Linked DNA regions of Zea mays: region 1 is linked to region 2. A link is a contact called in public Hi-C data. All regions are on one chromosome and are shown on one strand. Each heading gives the region's core, a stretch centred on a gene start, on an enhancer-like site or on the middle of the called end of the contact. The rest is flanking DNA. Distances are from core to core; before and after follow the strand shown. Region 1 holds the start of LOC100280298 (choline/ethanolamine kinase). Region 2 holds the start of LOC100283060.

Region 1 (6,983 bases), core at 219-2,718, 420 kb before region 2:
AAGGGGTCATACTAGACCCAATGTAGAATACTATAGGATGCAGGTTACTAGGTTAGTATAATATGACTATAACACACAATCTCGTACCACTCAGATTCTCACCTGCAATTCCCTTTTCCTATCAATCACCAAGTCCGTATTTGGTCCATACAACCGAACAGTAACAGAAGACTCATTGCCGTTGTCTTCTTTGACAGAAACCTTCAGCACTGTAGGTAATAACAAATAAACATCATGGACTATAAATTGAAAAAAAAAATTGCTGCACACAGGAAACCTTGCTCATGTGAATCATCCCTATGGGTGGCGGATACAGACAGCAGGCTGTTCTTACTTTCTAATGCTGCAAGCATAGTGCGGCAGATCCGCAGATGTGGCAATGACAGCAGAAATGATACAGGCCAAAGGAAATATTATGCAGCACCCCGGAGACTATCTAATCTAATCGCACACAGTTTGCAAAAAGCATTAGGTTCTGCTGCTTTATCAGTAAACGGGAACAATGAGGAGCAGGAAGCCGAAGCGGACAAATGGTCGTTACAGTAGGAGATAAAAAAGTTATGTACTCATGTCAACGATGTGGAACATTTCAATGTAACTATTATGCACTATTCATTTCATTTACTACAATCATCATGCTGCTCAGGCGAAAAAGGCGAGGAATTCTGAATGGCGCTACAAGCCATGCCACAACAACTCACATAGATTCGTGATGCCCCCGGACACGGTCTCGATGGAGAAGAGCGAGCTGTCAATCGACGACCACCCTTCGACCAATTCCTTGCAGAGAGCTCTGAAAAAGCACCAGGAATCCCCAGATCAGAGAGCCTTTCCGTGCATCAGCACACTCCTGTCTCCCACACGCTCGGAGGCATTTTCTCAAACACTACCGGCTCGTTCCCGAGCACGGGTACGACGCCTCGCGATCGCGAGTACCCGAACATGACACGACCTCACAGCGTGACCAGGCCGGGCGCAAGCGCGAGCGCGAGCGCGAGCCGAAGCAAGAGGATCGAAGATAGATGTGGGGACGGGGTACTTGCATGATGCGAGGCGACATCTTCAGGAGCGGCAGCGAGATGTCGACGGAGGCCGCCGACGTGGGAACCTCCGCGGGGGCCGCGGCCGACACAGCCGTGGTGGTCGCTTTCGCCTCTACCCCGCCGCCATAGCCGCTGCCGGCGGCCATGCCCGCGCCGTTCCAGGCCCGTCCCTCCGATCCCATTCCCCTCGCGGTCGAGGACACGCCCTGTCACCCTCCCTCGGCCTCTCCGGGGTCCGCGCGCGCGAGGGATCTCGTTGCGCTATTCCTAGCTGGGAGACAAGACAACAAGACCGGGCCCGAGCCCACCCGACTCGATTCGATTTCGATCGGAGGCGACTAGGCGTCTTGTCTCTTGTCTAGGCGAGGCGACGCAGGCGAGGGGAGCGTGAGCCAGTGACCGTCCGTGAGCGCAGGCAAAGCCGCAGAGGCAACAGGCAAGACAGTGAGCGCGAATCCGAACAGCGCGCGTATATAACGCCCACTCGAGTACTGAGGCCGCATGGCGGGCCCGAGCCACGGTCGGTCGCGTGCTCGCGCCTCGTCCCGACCTAACGCGTGGCGTGCGCGTCTGTCCCACTGCGCGCGGGCGTGCCACCGGAGAGCGATGGGCCACAGGGCCATGGACATGGACGCCGGATATTTTGGCCCGTGGGATCTGAATCGTTGTCGGCTCTCCTCTGGAGAGATGACAATTTGCTATAAATTTTACACTATAAAATTTAAATATCATATTAGAATCTAGAATCGAATTTAGTGCTTTAAGTAGGAATAAAAATGGTAATTTGAACTGTTAGGACAAATTTAATATTTTAAAATAGATATATATATATATATAATTTGATATTGATCTTTTTTATATTATCAAGCACATTAGTACAAATATGAATAAAATATTACATAAATTGTTTTATGTATTATTTGCTCCCTACAACACAAAAAGTTGAAAAAATTACCGAATTTATTTCCGAATCCATACCGAAGTTTATATCTATTATTTAAAAAAATATATGATAAATTTGAGGTTTAACTTTTATGAATCTTTAGAAGCTGAATGTTAAAAACAAGAATACAAATTTGTATTATAGATTCTATATCCTATTTATTCACAATCAAAGAAAAACGACTAAAAAACTGATTACCGAATAAATAATGTTTCCGACCGTTTTCATCCCTAGCTCTAAGTAATTATGAAAAATTATTTGGACCATGATTTATTACCACCCCTACTTCTTGGGTCTCCGTTGTCCTATGTCGTCATGGGTTTGTTTGTCGATCTTTTCGGGTCACGAAGTTGCGATTACGAGACTGGACAAGATATTTTGTCGTGTACTATGCTCTTGTTGTCGTGTACTATGCTCTTGCTGTTGCTGAGGTCATGTTTGGAATCGTTAGACCGTGTCCAATAGATAATAAGGATGCGTCAGGTATGACTTGCACCAAAACAGCTTTAAGCTCTAGCTTTTCCTCTAAAACAGCTTTATAGTAGAACTAAAGGCATTTTATAAATCGTTTGACATAAACAACTTATCATAGAGTCAGAGTCATTTTCTTATATTAAAGTGTCAGCGCCAAAGCCGGTGAAGGTATTGTTTGTGGCTTCTTCTTCGTAGTACAAAAATAACTATGACCTTTAGATGCTTTTAGTAGTAAATTGTTTTTAAAAAAAGAGTGATTGACACTGCTCAGGCTTTTTGCTAGAGAAAAGTTAGAGCTAAAGCCCTGCCAAACGGGCTCTAAGATAGGAGGTGGAATAGAAGAGTCGTTGTACATGTCCTTACATATCTAACAATTGTTAGTTGAGTTGAACATGTTAATAAACTAATTGTTACAAGGTATTAGCTAAAGGTGTCTGACCACTAATTTTAGCTCTAAAGATTTTAACATAGCTTAATGCGAGTGAGTGGCTCAAGCACCGCGTCTCTGTTTTTTTTACTGGTAAGTGTGATCAAATTGAGATTATGATTATTACTCGCAAAACCATAGACGAACAAAAACATGAAACACAGCCTTTAGGTCATCTATTTTGAAACCAAAAAGGATTAGCTATATGTAAGTCGGCTACGCTCCTTATAGCGCAACAGTTTTGTCACTGTATTTTTGAGAGGAAAACTCGTTGATTTTCAAGACCACAAGAGCAATACTACTAGGTAACATTTTCAGGAACCGTCGAATCAAGGGTGATGACAAGACGTCTATATAACGACCTTGTCGATCTTGAGGCTGATTGTGATTGGTTTGTTAGTCTTCTGAAGCTGCTTATAGAGTCGCCGTGTATGTTTACGCGGGTTCATAATAATGAATACACGTGTATAATATGATTTTTTTTTGAAGAAAAAGAGTGAGCGGTTTGCCGTATATTTGGGCTCCGGGATAAGGCTAAGGAAGTATCTTGACATGTTGCGTGGTCAAGTAATCAGGGTAACGGGAACAACAGAAATAAGGTGTTCAGTACTTAATCGTCATTGTTTGTGTCCTACTCGCCGAAGCAATGTTAGCATCATCTTCATGGAAGTTGACCGTACTGCGCATTAATAAGGCACCACAACAGCCCTGTACACCATTTTCGGCGGCCGCTGTTATTTTCGGCGGCCAGGGGTTGGCCGTCGAAAATAAGCAGTTATTTTCGGCGGCTTGACACAGCCGCCGAAAATTACGCTATTTCCGGCGGCTACTGACACAGCCGCCGAAAATAGTGTTATTTCCGGCGGCTTCTGACACAGCCGCCGAAAATAACTGCTTATTTTCGGCGGCTAGCCCTAGCCGCCGAAAACTAAAAGTTTAAAAAGGTCGGGCCCGACCTTCTTCTCTGTTTCTTTCTGTCTGCCTCGCCCGCCCGCGCCGCCTTCCTCCAGCCGCCGTGCCGCCGCTCCTGGCCGTCCCCGCGCTGCCGCTCGCCGGCCACGCGCCGCCGCTCCCCGGCCGGCCCTGCGCCGCCGCTCCCGGGCCACCCCCGCGCCGCGCAGCGCCCCTGCGCGGGACTTCGGCCGAGGCCGCCGTCGCCCGAGCCACCACCGTCGACCGCCGCCGTTCCTACTCCACCGCCGCCGTTCAAAGCCCCGAGCCGCCACCGTCGTGGAACCACTCCGCCGTCGTCGCCAAGCTCTTCCCCGTCGTAAGGTATTTTTTGCGTTTTTTATTCCATATTTTCGGCGGCCGTTATTGAATTACCGCCGAAATTAGTATATATTTATAATTGTGTTTGTTTGATTAGTTGTATGATTAGTATTATTGTTTAGTTCGATTTCATTAATGTATTAGTGGTATATGTGGTTTAGTGATTAGAGGTATATTGTATTTAGACATTAATTTCATATTAATATGTGGTACTAATTATATTATTAGCTTTAATAGTATATTATATTGGTACGTATAATAGTTGCATAATTAGTGTATGTGGTACTTAGTTTGATTTGATTAGTATTATATCATTGTTTGTTTTGTATATAAGTAATATTATTTAGTAGCAGCGAATTTATGCTGCCAAATTTTTTTGGGTCCTACTAGGTTCATGTGGGTTTAGAACCTATCCCTGTGTATACATGTAGGACCGATACACTTGACGAAGTTGAATAATTTTTTCACGATATGGTTCGGTTTAACAGTCTCAGGCATGGCTGAAGATTGTGCATGGATGTACAATGGCTGGAGTAGAAATGGACGTCATTCTGATGACTGGGTAGCCAAGACCAAAGATTTTGTGGACCACGTATTCGCCTTGTCCTTAACCGGCACTGTCAGATGCCCTTGTAGGCGTCACGAAAACAATATATTTCTTAATAAGGAAAGAGTTAGCCTAGATCTTTGTCAGTTTGGATTTATGCCCAGATATGAGGTGTGGGAACATCATGGTGAGGTAGTACCCAACCGGAATGTAGAAGAGGAGGAGAACAATGATTGGGCTGGCGATGATGCGATGCATGAGATGCTAGATTCGCTACGTCCAGAATTCAACCTAAGCTCCGAGGATCCTGCCACACCAGAGGTTTCCAGATTTTTTAAACTACTAAAAGACTCTGAAGAGCCGTTGCATGAACACACATATGTGAGTATACTCGCTTTTGTGACTCGGCTCATGGCCATTAAGTCCAAGTACTTTTTCTCGAACAATTGTTACAATGAGATTTTAAAGTTATTAGGAGATGTGCTCCCAAAGCCCAATAAGTTGCCTAAAGACATGTACCAATCAAAGACAATTATCAAAGGTCTCGGTATGGATTATGAGAAGATTGATGTGTGCAAAAATAATTGTATGCTTTTCATGAAGGAGCATGCGGAAGAGAAAAAATGTCTGAAATGTGGACAATCTAGATTTGTGGAAGTTGTTAATGATGAGGGTGAGAAGGTGATGACAGATGTTGCACATAAGCAGCTCCGCTACTTGCCACTAACTCCTCGAGTGAAACGGATGTTTCTATCTAAAAAACCGCTATGCACATGCGATGGTGATAGTCGCCTAGAGGGGGGGTGAATAGGGCGAAACTGAAATTCTCAAAAATAATCACAATTACAAGCCGGGTTAGCGTTAGAAATATAGTCGAGTCCGCGAGAGGGCGTAAAAACAAATCGCAAGCGAGTGAAGTGGTGAGACACAAGGATTTGTTTTACCGAGGTTCGGTTCTTGCAAACCTACTCCCCGTTGAGGAGGCCACAAAGGTCGGGTCTCTTTCAACCCTTTCCCTCTCTCAAACGGTCCCTCGGACCGAGTGAGCTTTCTCTTCTCAATCACTTGGAACACAAAGTTCCTACAAGGAGCACCACAAGATTGGTGTCTCTTGCTTCAATTACAAGTGAGTTGGTCGCAAGAAAGAATCAAGAAAGAAAGCAAGCGATCCAAGCACAAGAGCTCAAAAGAACACGACAAATCTCTCTCACTAGTCACTAATGCTTTTGTGGAGTTGGGAGAGGATTTGATCACTTGGGTGTGTCTAGAATTGAATGCCTAGCTCTTGTAAGTGGTTGGAAGTGTGAAAACTTGGATGCAATGAATGTGGGGTGGTTGGGGGTATTTATAGCCCCAACCACCAAACTAGCCGTTTGGTGGGGCTGTCTGTCGCATGGTGCACCAGCCGTTGGGTTCCGACCGTTGGTGCTCTGTCTTCTGGGCCCGCCTGGATGTCCGGTGGCGCACCAGACATGTACTGTAGAGTGTCTGGTGCGCCAGTATGGGTGTGCCTGACTTCTGCGCGCGCTGGCGCGCATTCAATGCGTTGCAGGTAGCCGTTGGCGCCGAAGTATCCGTTGCTTCGATGGCACACCGGACAGTCCGGTGTACACCGGACATGTCCGGTGAATTATAGCGGACTAGCCGTTGCGAATTTCCGAAGCTGGCGAGGTCCTGAGGCGCCGTTCCTTGGAGCACCGGACATTGTCCGGTGTACACCGGACAGTCCGGTGAATTATAGCGGAGCGCCTCTGGATTTTCCCGAAGGTGACGAGTTTGAGTTGGAGTCCTCTGGTGCACCGGACAGTCCGGTGCGCCAGACCAGAGGTGCCTTCGGTTGTCCCTTTGCTCTTTTGTTGAACCCAATACTTGGTCTTTTTATTGGCTAAGTGTGAACCTTTGGCACCTGTATAGCTTGTACACTACAGCAAACTAGTTAGTCCAATTATTTGTGTTGGGCAATTCAACCACCAAAATTATTTAGGAACTAGGTGTAAGCCTAATTCCCTTTCAATCTCCCCCTTTTTGGTGATTGATGCCAACACAAACCAAAGCAAATATGGAAGTACATAATTGAACTAGCTTGTATAATGTAAGTGCAAAGGTTGCTTGGAATTGAGCCAATATAACTACTCATAAGGTATGCATGGATTGTTTCTTTGTTTTTAACATTTTGGACCACGCTTGCACCACATGTTTTGTTTTTGCAAATTCTTTTTGTAAATCCTTTTCAAAGTTCTTTTGCAAATAGTCAAGGGTAAATGAATAAGATTTTGC
Region 2 (7,144 bases), core at 2,542-5,041:
AAGAGAACTCGATGGAAAATTACCAAGTACCTCTAGTACATAGCTCAACTAAGGGGAAACACTGGAGGATTTACTATCAATGGGTAGCCCAAAGGGATACACCCAAAGACCCATGAAGAGGTGACACAAAGGGGACGACTCGATCAATTGGCTTGCCATCAAGGCATTGGGGGCTATTGTTGGTAACATAGACTTAGGGTACCCCATTGTCATTACAATCGTGCGTTATGAACCAATGCGCCAAATACGACAAGAACAAGATGTAACATCCTAATTCGTTCTGCATAAAAAAATTAAGTTGAAATGCAGATTTATAAAGATTACTTGCCTTGGTATTCATGCCACATGATATTTATATGATTTATTAATTACCTTACTAAAATAGACCATAGAGTATGATTGATATGTTGCATACATGATGGTGCTTTTCTATTAAAGTTTGTGTTTGAGAACATTCTTCTTGCTTAATTTCCTTTTGGTAAAAGTCAAGGGGTGAGAAAAGGGGTTTTAAATTAAATAAAAAAACAAAGAAACGTCGGTTCCTTCTTTAGCCGGTCCATCCACGCGGCCTCTCGCATCCTCCCCCTCTCCGCCGAGCTGGCCTGGTTCAGCCCAGCTGCCGGCCCACCCGAGCCACTGAAAATAGAATGGCTCACTGTGCGCGCGCGTGCGGCGACCCCTCGAGCGCTGCCCGCCCGGCCGGGTTAATGTAGAATTGTAGATGTAGGTTCCAGGCAGAGGAACGAGAAAGCTGGAGTCACGATCAGATATTTGACGACGGAAAGTAGTATGGTGTGACACTTTTAAATATAGTCAAATGAAAATTAATTTACCTGGTCTGTTGCGGAAGCTAGTCTATTTTCTTGGGGACGGCTTTTCTGTTTTAGACAATGGTTAAATCTTACAGTTGTGAAACTAATGGGGTGTAATAGTTAGTGAGTAAAATTAGCTGGAGACATCCAAACATCCTAGCTAATAGTCAACTATTAGCGATTTTTAGTAAATTAGTTAATAGTTAGCTACTTATTTGTTAGCTAGCTAAATTCCGCTATCAATTTTTTAACCAACTAACTATTAGCTATAGTGCATTTAAACATCTCCTTAGTTGGCTAAAAATTACTAGTTAAATTAGCTAACTAATAAATAACTAGATAATCATTAGATTAAAAAAAAGAAGTCTCAACAATGGCTTACTCACAGCTGCAAGATGCATTGCTGGGCACTGCCGGTGTGCCACCGGGGGGATACGTACTAGGGGGCGCATCATCATTCGTTCAAGGAAACACGTACTAGTTTGTTTTGTTTGTATCCTGGCAAAAAGAGGCCCACCGTACCCCATCGGTGATATCTGACGGGGATGTGCTCAGTTCATTGAACCTTTTGGCAATCAGGTAATGAGCCAACCGAAGAATGGAGGAGCGTCGTGCGGTCCTTTTCCGCGCGCGCCAACTCGCCAAGTGCTCGATGGGACGATGGCCACATACATTGCGCGCGACGTTTTGTCGTCTCAACCGCCTCATCCATCCATCCATCACTCCACTCAATCAAATTTCTTGTGCCAAGGTTCCGCTTCCTGAATTTCTTTTAAAGCTAGACAAACAAGCCAGCACATGCACATCGGCAAACAGCAACCTTGTTTAGGTCATCTAGATCTTTCTCGATTTCTGGTGACACAGACCATCGGCCTTGGCTGGCACCTACCATTCCCCCAAGAAACAGAAAAGAAATGTTGCGTAGAAAGCGAGATCGAGTGCTTCCAGACAAAGACCTGCAGTCTATAGTACAGGCACACCACATACACATTAGTAACATGCAGTATCGCAGTACGCGCAATCGAGTTGATCAGGCATATATGTAGACAAGGTAAATTACTGAATCAGTCTCAAACTCGCTTCCAACCAACCATGAACCATCGACGCACCAACATAGTATAGATACTATATAAACATTGTCTTACAGTTCCACTGGCAGCAAAAGCATAGTACCCACCATGGCTCTCCTGCATCATCACCACAAGCACAAGCAGGAGACCTGGCATAACAAAAAATTAAAAGCAAAACGAAGCTGAGAAACACTCCATTCACGGCACAGCAAGTAGCCGTCTAGCACATGCGAATGCGATGCACATAGCTTTTCTCAGTAAGCGCCAGCGGCCATGAGCAGCTCGTCAAGGCTCCAGATATCGCCGCCGTCGCCGCCACCACCACCACTGCTCGCCCCATCCTGTGGAACATCACCAGCCCGCATCATTTGAAGGCAGTCCATGTCGTCCGTCGACGCGCCGTCTGACGGGCTGCTCTCGACGACATAAGGCAACGGCTGGTACTGGTAGTTCGTCTCAGGGTCAAAGCCGCCCGGCATGGCCGCACCGTAGCCGTAGCTGCTCCTCGTTCTCTTCGACACCGGTCCACCTTGCGTGTACCATGCTGGCACAACGTTACTGGGAGCAGCTGGAGCAAAGACTGAGGCGTAGTCTGAGGTCATGGTGTCATCGTCCCAGTCCCACTCCCACCCCAAGTCACAAGAGCCATACGAGTCGCTGCTCTGGTCGGAGAGCAGCAGCATGTTAGCCGCAGACCTCTTACTGCCGGGCAACAGATCTGCGGGGAGGAAACCGGCGGCGCCCTCACCTGGCTCCACACGAACGACCTTACTACTACTGTCACTGAACGCGAACATAATCGCGAACAGATCGTTGCTGCCAGTGCCACCGTTCATGTTCCCGAAAACCTCGTCAGCACGGAACTTCGGCGGTGGAGGTGGAGGACCTAGCCTCGCTGCGTTGCCACAAGCAGTTGGAGTAGTTGCGGCTGGTGCCTTCTGAGCACCTGCTGCTGCCGCCGCTTCGTCCCGGAAATTGACCTTGGCTTTCTTCCCGCGTATCCTGCGAGCCTCGGCGTCGTACGCCCTGGCCGCCTCCTCGGCGGTGCTGTATGTGCCGAGCCAGACGCGCACGCCCTTGCTGGGGTCTCTGATCTCGGCCGCCCACTTGCCCCAGGGCCGCCGCCGGATTCCCCTGTACTGGTTCTTCCGCCTGCGCTTATTTGCTGCTGAGTTGGTAGCGGTAGTAGGCATGTCTCCTTCACCATCCTTTGGAGTCATCACGCCGTCTAGAATAGAATAAGGACTGTCTGTCAGTGCGTGTGCGTGCATCTCAACGAAACATTTGGAATACGAAAGCTATCGGGTTGCATACAAAATACCAAGGCAGCGCCATCAGCTCCCACTCTGAACAGCCTTGCCCATTCCATGGCTAAGGTCTAACCAAAAGAATAGAAGATAAAAAAAAAACCATGGCTCGGTGCTCACCAACTGCAGTGCGCGGCGCCCCAACCGCGGCGGCGAAGGCGAGCCTCGCCGGCTCCGGCAGAGGAAGCTCCTGGACCTCGTCGCCGGCCCCGTCCACGTCGTCATCCTCTCCGAGGCCGCGCTCGAACTCGCGGAAGTCGGCCTCGAAGTCCTCCTCCCGGGGCGCTCCCTTCTTGCCGGGCCCCGGCCACAGCAGGTCCGCCGTCGCACGCCGCTGCTGTTTCTTCTTGGCCGCCGCTGCCGCCGCCGGCACCCCGGACGGCGGGATGAAACCCGAGAGGATGGCGCCGCCGCACATCGCCGCAGCGGGGTGTGGTGGCGGATGGATTGTTGGTTGGGTGAACCGAGGGTGGATGGCACGAGCGGCACAGTGACGAGCTGGGGAAAGGAGGCCGCGCAAGATCTTTGCGGTTGCGGCTCGGCTTTGGCTGCCCCACTGGGTGAGCGAGGGAGGGAGGGAAGGAGTGGGGGGAGGCGAGGTTGGGGAGATGGTAGCTGGCCACGCTACTTATAATTGGAAGCGACGCTGCGCTGAGCCGCTGACGCACTACTGGACAGCGACGCCAAAGGAGATAGTAGCTGCAGTGGGGCCCGCGCCACTCGCCTCCCCTTCCGCCTCGCGTGTGAGGCTGAGTCCAGTGCACAGCCTCTCTCTCGCCCCTGCCACGTCAGCTCTCGCCTCCACTCTCGCCCCTGCTGCTCCAGTGCACAGGCTGCAGCAGGCTACAGCCTCAGGCTATAGCACACGTGGACCAATCAGAAGCCGCCACTCACTGTCGCCCCTCGCTCTCGCCCGCGAAGACGCCATCGCCAACGCGTCGCCCCACTCTCGCCTGCCTATCGCCGGGCGGTAGCAGTAGCGCCCGCCGGGTCGCTCTCGCCCGCCTCCAGCCCCGCTCTCGCCTCCTGCTGGGCGCCCTCACTATAGCCTGCATTGGCACCAGCCTGATGCACTGCTGCTGCCGCTGCGGCCCCGGCTCGCTTTCTTTAACCCACCCTGGTAAATAATTTAACTTTTGCCTCCAACAATGGCTCCTCGTTTACCGAAGCAAAAGGTCAGACGAAAGGAACCCTGACCCCCCGTAAAACACGTGAGAGTTCAGATCAAAGCATGATTACCATGGTGATATGCTTTTAGATGATAAAAAAACTAAAGTGTGATTATAAAATTCATTTAAACAGGACTAAAACACTACGCTTGTAATAAATTATCGAAGTACCAAGTATTTGGACACCGAGGTTGGCTTGCATGGTACACTTGTTTTTAAAGCATTCCAACCAAAGCATCGTGTGCTGCTATATAAAAAAAACAAAGCATGTACTAAATTTCCTTACATCAACTAAACGATCAAAGGGATATTTTTATTTGGTCCTTACATCAGCATGGGAAGTTCACAGTGTGTTCTATGTATAGGACTCTTGTTAGGCCACATGTGGTTCCAAAAAATTATCCCATTTGGAAAATCAAAATTCCTCTCAAGATTAAAATCTTTATGTGGTACCTTATAAATAATTTAGTTCTAACAACTGATAATTTAGTGAAGAAACAATGGAAAGGCTGCCTTCGATGTGTAGCATGTACGTTAAATGAATCTATTCAACATCTGTTTTTCGACTGCCATATTGCTAAATGTGTTTGGCGTTGTATTCAAGTTGCGTTTAACATTTCACCTCCTAGGAGCATTGATCATTTATTTACACAATGGCTTTATGGGGTTGATATGAAACTTAGCAACAAAATTTGGTTTGGAGCGAGTGCTATATGTTGGGTGATATGGCTTTATCGAAATGATGTGCTTTTTAACAATGCACAAGTTCCTACTCCTATGCAGGTACTTTTCAGGGGTACATACTGGATGAGACAATGGATGCTGCTGCTAAAGGAAGAAGAAAAATTACAAGTAAAGCAGGGATGCAGGCTGCTTGAAGTTGCAATGATGCAAATCTTTGCTAAAAATGGTTGGAACTTTAGTAATCGATTGTGCTTGTAATCTGTAATGTTGTGGTGGCATCTATGTTTCGAGTATAGTTTTGTTCCTGTTTGAACCCAGTATTTTTGATGTATTGGACAGCTATATGCCCAGTATTTTTGATGTATTGAACAGCTATATGCATATTGTCATGCAGAGGCTGGAATAATCAAGTTATTCCCTTTTCTAAAATGTACTAAATTTCCTTGGAAAGTTGATTTTGTTAGGAAAGTCATTCTTTCACAAAAAAAAACAGATCCTAAAATTAAGATCACATAAAAAGTGACGGTGTCGGAAATATATCAAGACAAACTATTTATTTTTATTCTTCTTTTAGTCCAATCAAAAGTGTTGTTCAACGGAATCAGAATAATCAATCAAGAGAAACTGTTTTTTATCAGCCTTGTAGTCCAGTCAAAATTGCTACACCATAGAACAGTAAATGTCTTATTGGCGAAATTCCTCCTAAATAATTTGGGAGCTTGGTCAAACACGTTGTTATAACATTACTCCCTCCATATAAAAAAGAAGTAGTATCGATTTAGATTGTGGTCTCGTGGACACGTTATTTTTTTAAAAAATAATTATTATTAAAGGCATAAAAGCTATCAGCAACGCTTGTATCTATAAATAAATCTGTTATAAAAAATCTATTTAGAAGCTATTAAGATAATCTAATAACACTTAATGTGCATCGTGAATACCAATAATTTTTATATACATCTAATTGAAGTTAAAAAAAAGTATTTAATTTCTGGAAGTGTGAGAATGGCGATTGATTAAGGGATGTGCGCGGGGGCATTCATCGTAAGAAATAGCAGATGTTACTCGTGGCTAAGACTAGCTCCAACAAGGAGCTCTAAATGCTCCTGTACCCTAAATTTAGAGGATGAGGACGTCCTCTACCTCTCCAACAACGTCCTCTAAACGGTCCTCTAAATTTAGAGGACGCTGCTGGATCCTCTATGTATAGAGTTCCTCTAAACGGTTCTCTATCTATTTGAATACTTTAAACAACCGTTTTAGTAAAACTAAAATATGTACAATACATTTGAGAGTATGACAAACACGTATGTACAAAAATTTGAAAATAAAAATGTCTTTAATATAGGTATTTACATATAGGGGACGTGATTTAGATGACGTTGTTGGAGAGAAAATAGATATAGGGGGTAGAATCTTTTAGAGAAGACTGTAAAGGACGGATATAGAGGATGTATATAAAGGACGTTGCTGGAGACAGTCTAAGAAATAACGGGTGCTAAAACTCAAAGTAAGGCTCGCTTTCGATAAAAGAGACGAGGATGCTCCTAGTGTTAGTCATGAGTCACAAACGGTAGCTGTTCATGTGGCGAGGCTGTAGCTAGTCTGTGCCGTGTAGCACGCGAGTACGCAGTAGTAGCCACACGCAATTAATCTCCCTGGTCTCTGATGCATGCATGCTCGGTTTCTCTGTTTGGGACGGGATTCCTGGTCAGAGACGTTCGCGCGCGACTGCGAGCAGAGCACGGAGAGGGAAACTGTCCGGCCGAGATGGCGTGGCAAACTGGCAACTGACAGAGGAAAGCTGGAAACCTATGATGGGTCTCCCAAGTCCCAACTCCAATGCGGTTTTGGAGCCGCTGGCTGGCGCGGTCGACGTGCTGCGTTTGGTTTGGTGAAGAAACTGCCCGCCTGCATGCAGGAGCCGATCGAGCGGCCGCGGCGAGATCGTCCTCCGTCGGGTGATGGATCAGCTGGGACGAACGATCTTGACTTGACATTCTCTCTCTCTCTCTCTGCTCCGATGCAATGGACTCTGCTGAGTGTGAGTGCCGCGCGTGTTTCTTCCGTGTAACCAACCTTTCTCGTAATCCCTACGTGTA

Evidence for each region. Hi-C and Micro-C count contacts between places; a contact is called where the count stands out from the background.
Region 1: a contact with region 2 is called in a Hi-C map of bundle sheath, with 2.7 times the contacts expected there. The contact joins the promoter of LOC100280298 here to the promoter of LOC100283060 in region 2. A contact is called at or near these places in 8 of 25 Hi-C or Micro-C datasets (bundle sheath, ear, leaf and 1 more).

What each region holds. Positions count from the first base shown.
Region 1 is chr2:188,967,523-188,974,505 of Zm-B73-REFERENCE-NAM-5.0, reverse strand. It overlaps LOC100280298 (choline/ethanolamine kinase), which reads right to left and starts at 1,468. Exons shown (of 11, transcript NM_001153225.1): 1 at 1,044-1,468; 2 at 702-793; 3 at 103-209. The coding sequence starts at 1,225.
Region 2 is chr2:188,553,516-188,560,659 of Zm-B73-REFERENCE-NAM-5.0, reverse strand. LOC100283060 reads right to left here and starts at 3,791. Exons shown (of 2, transcript NM_001155962.1): 1 at 3,310-3,791; 2 at 1,906-3,110. The coding sequence starts at 3,607. The coding sequence ends at 2,137.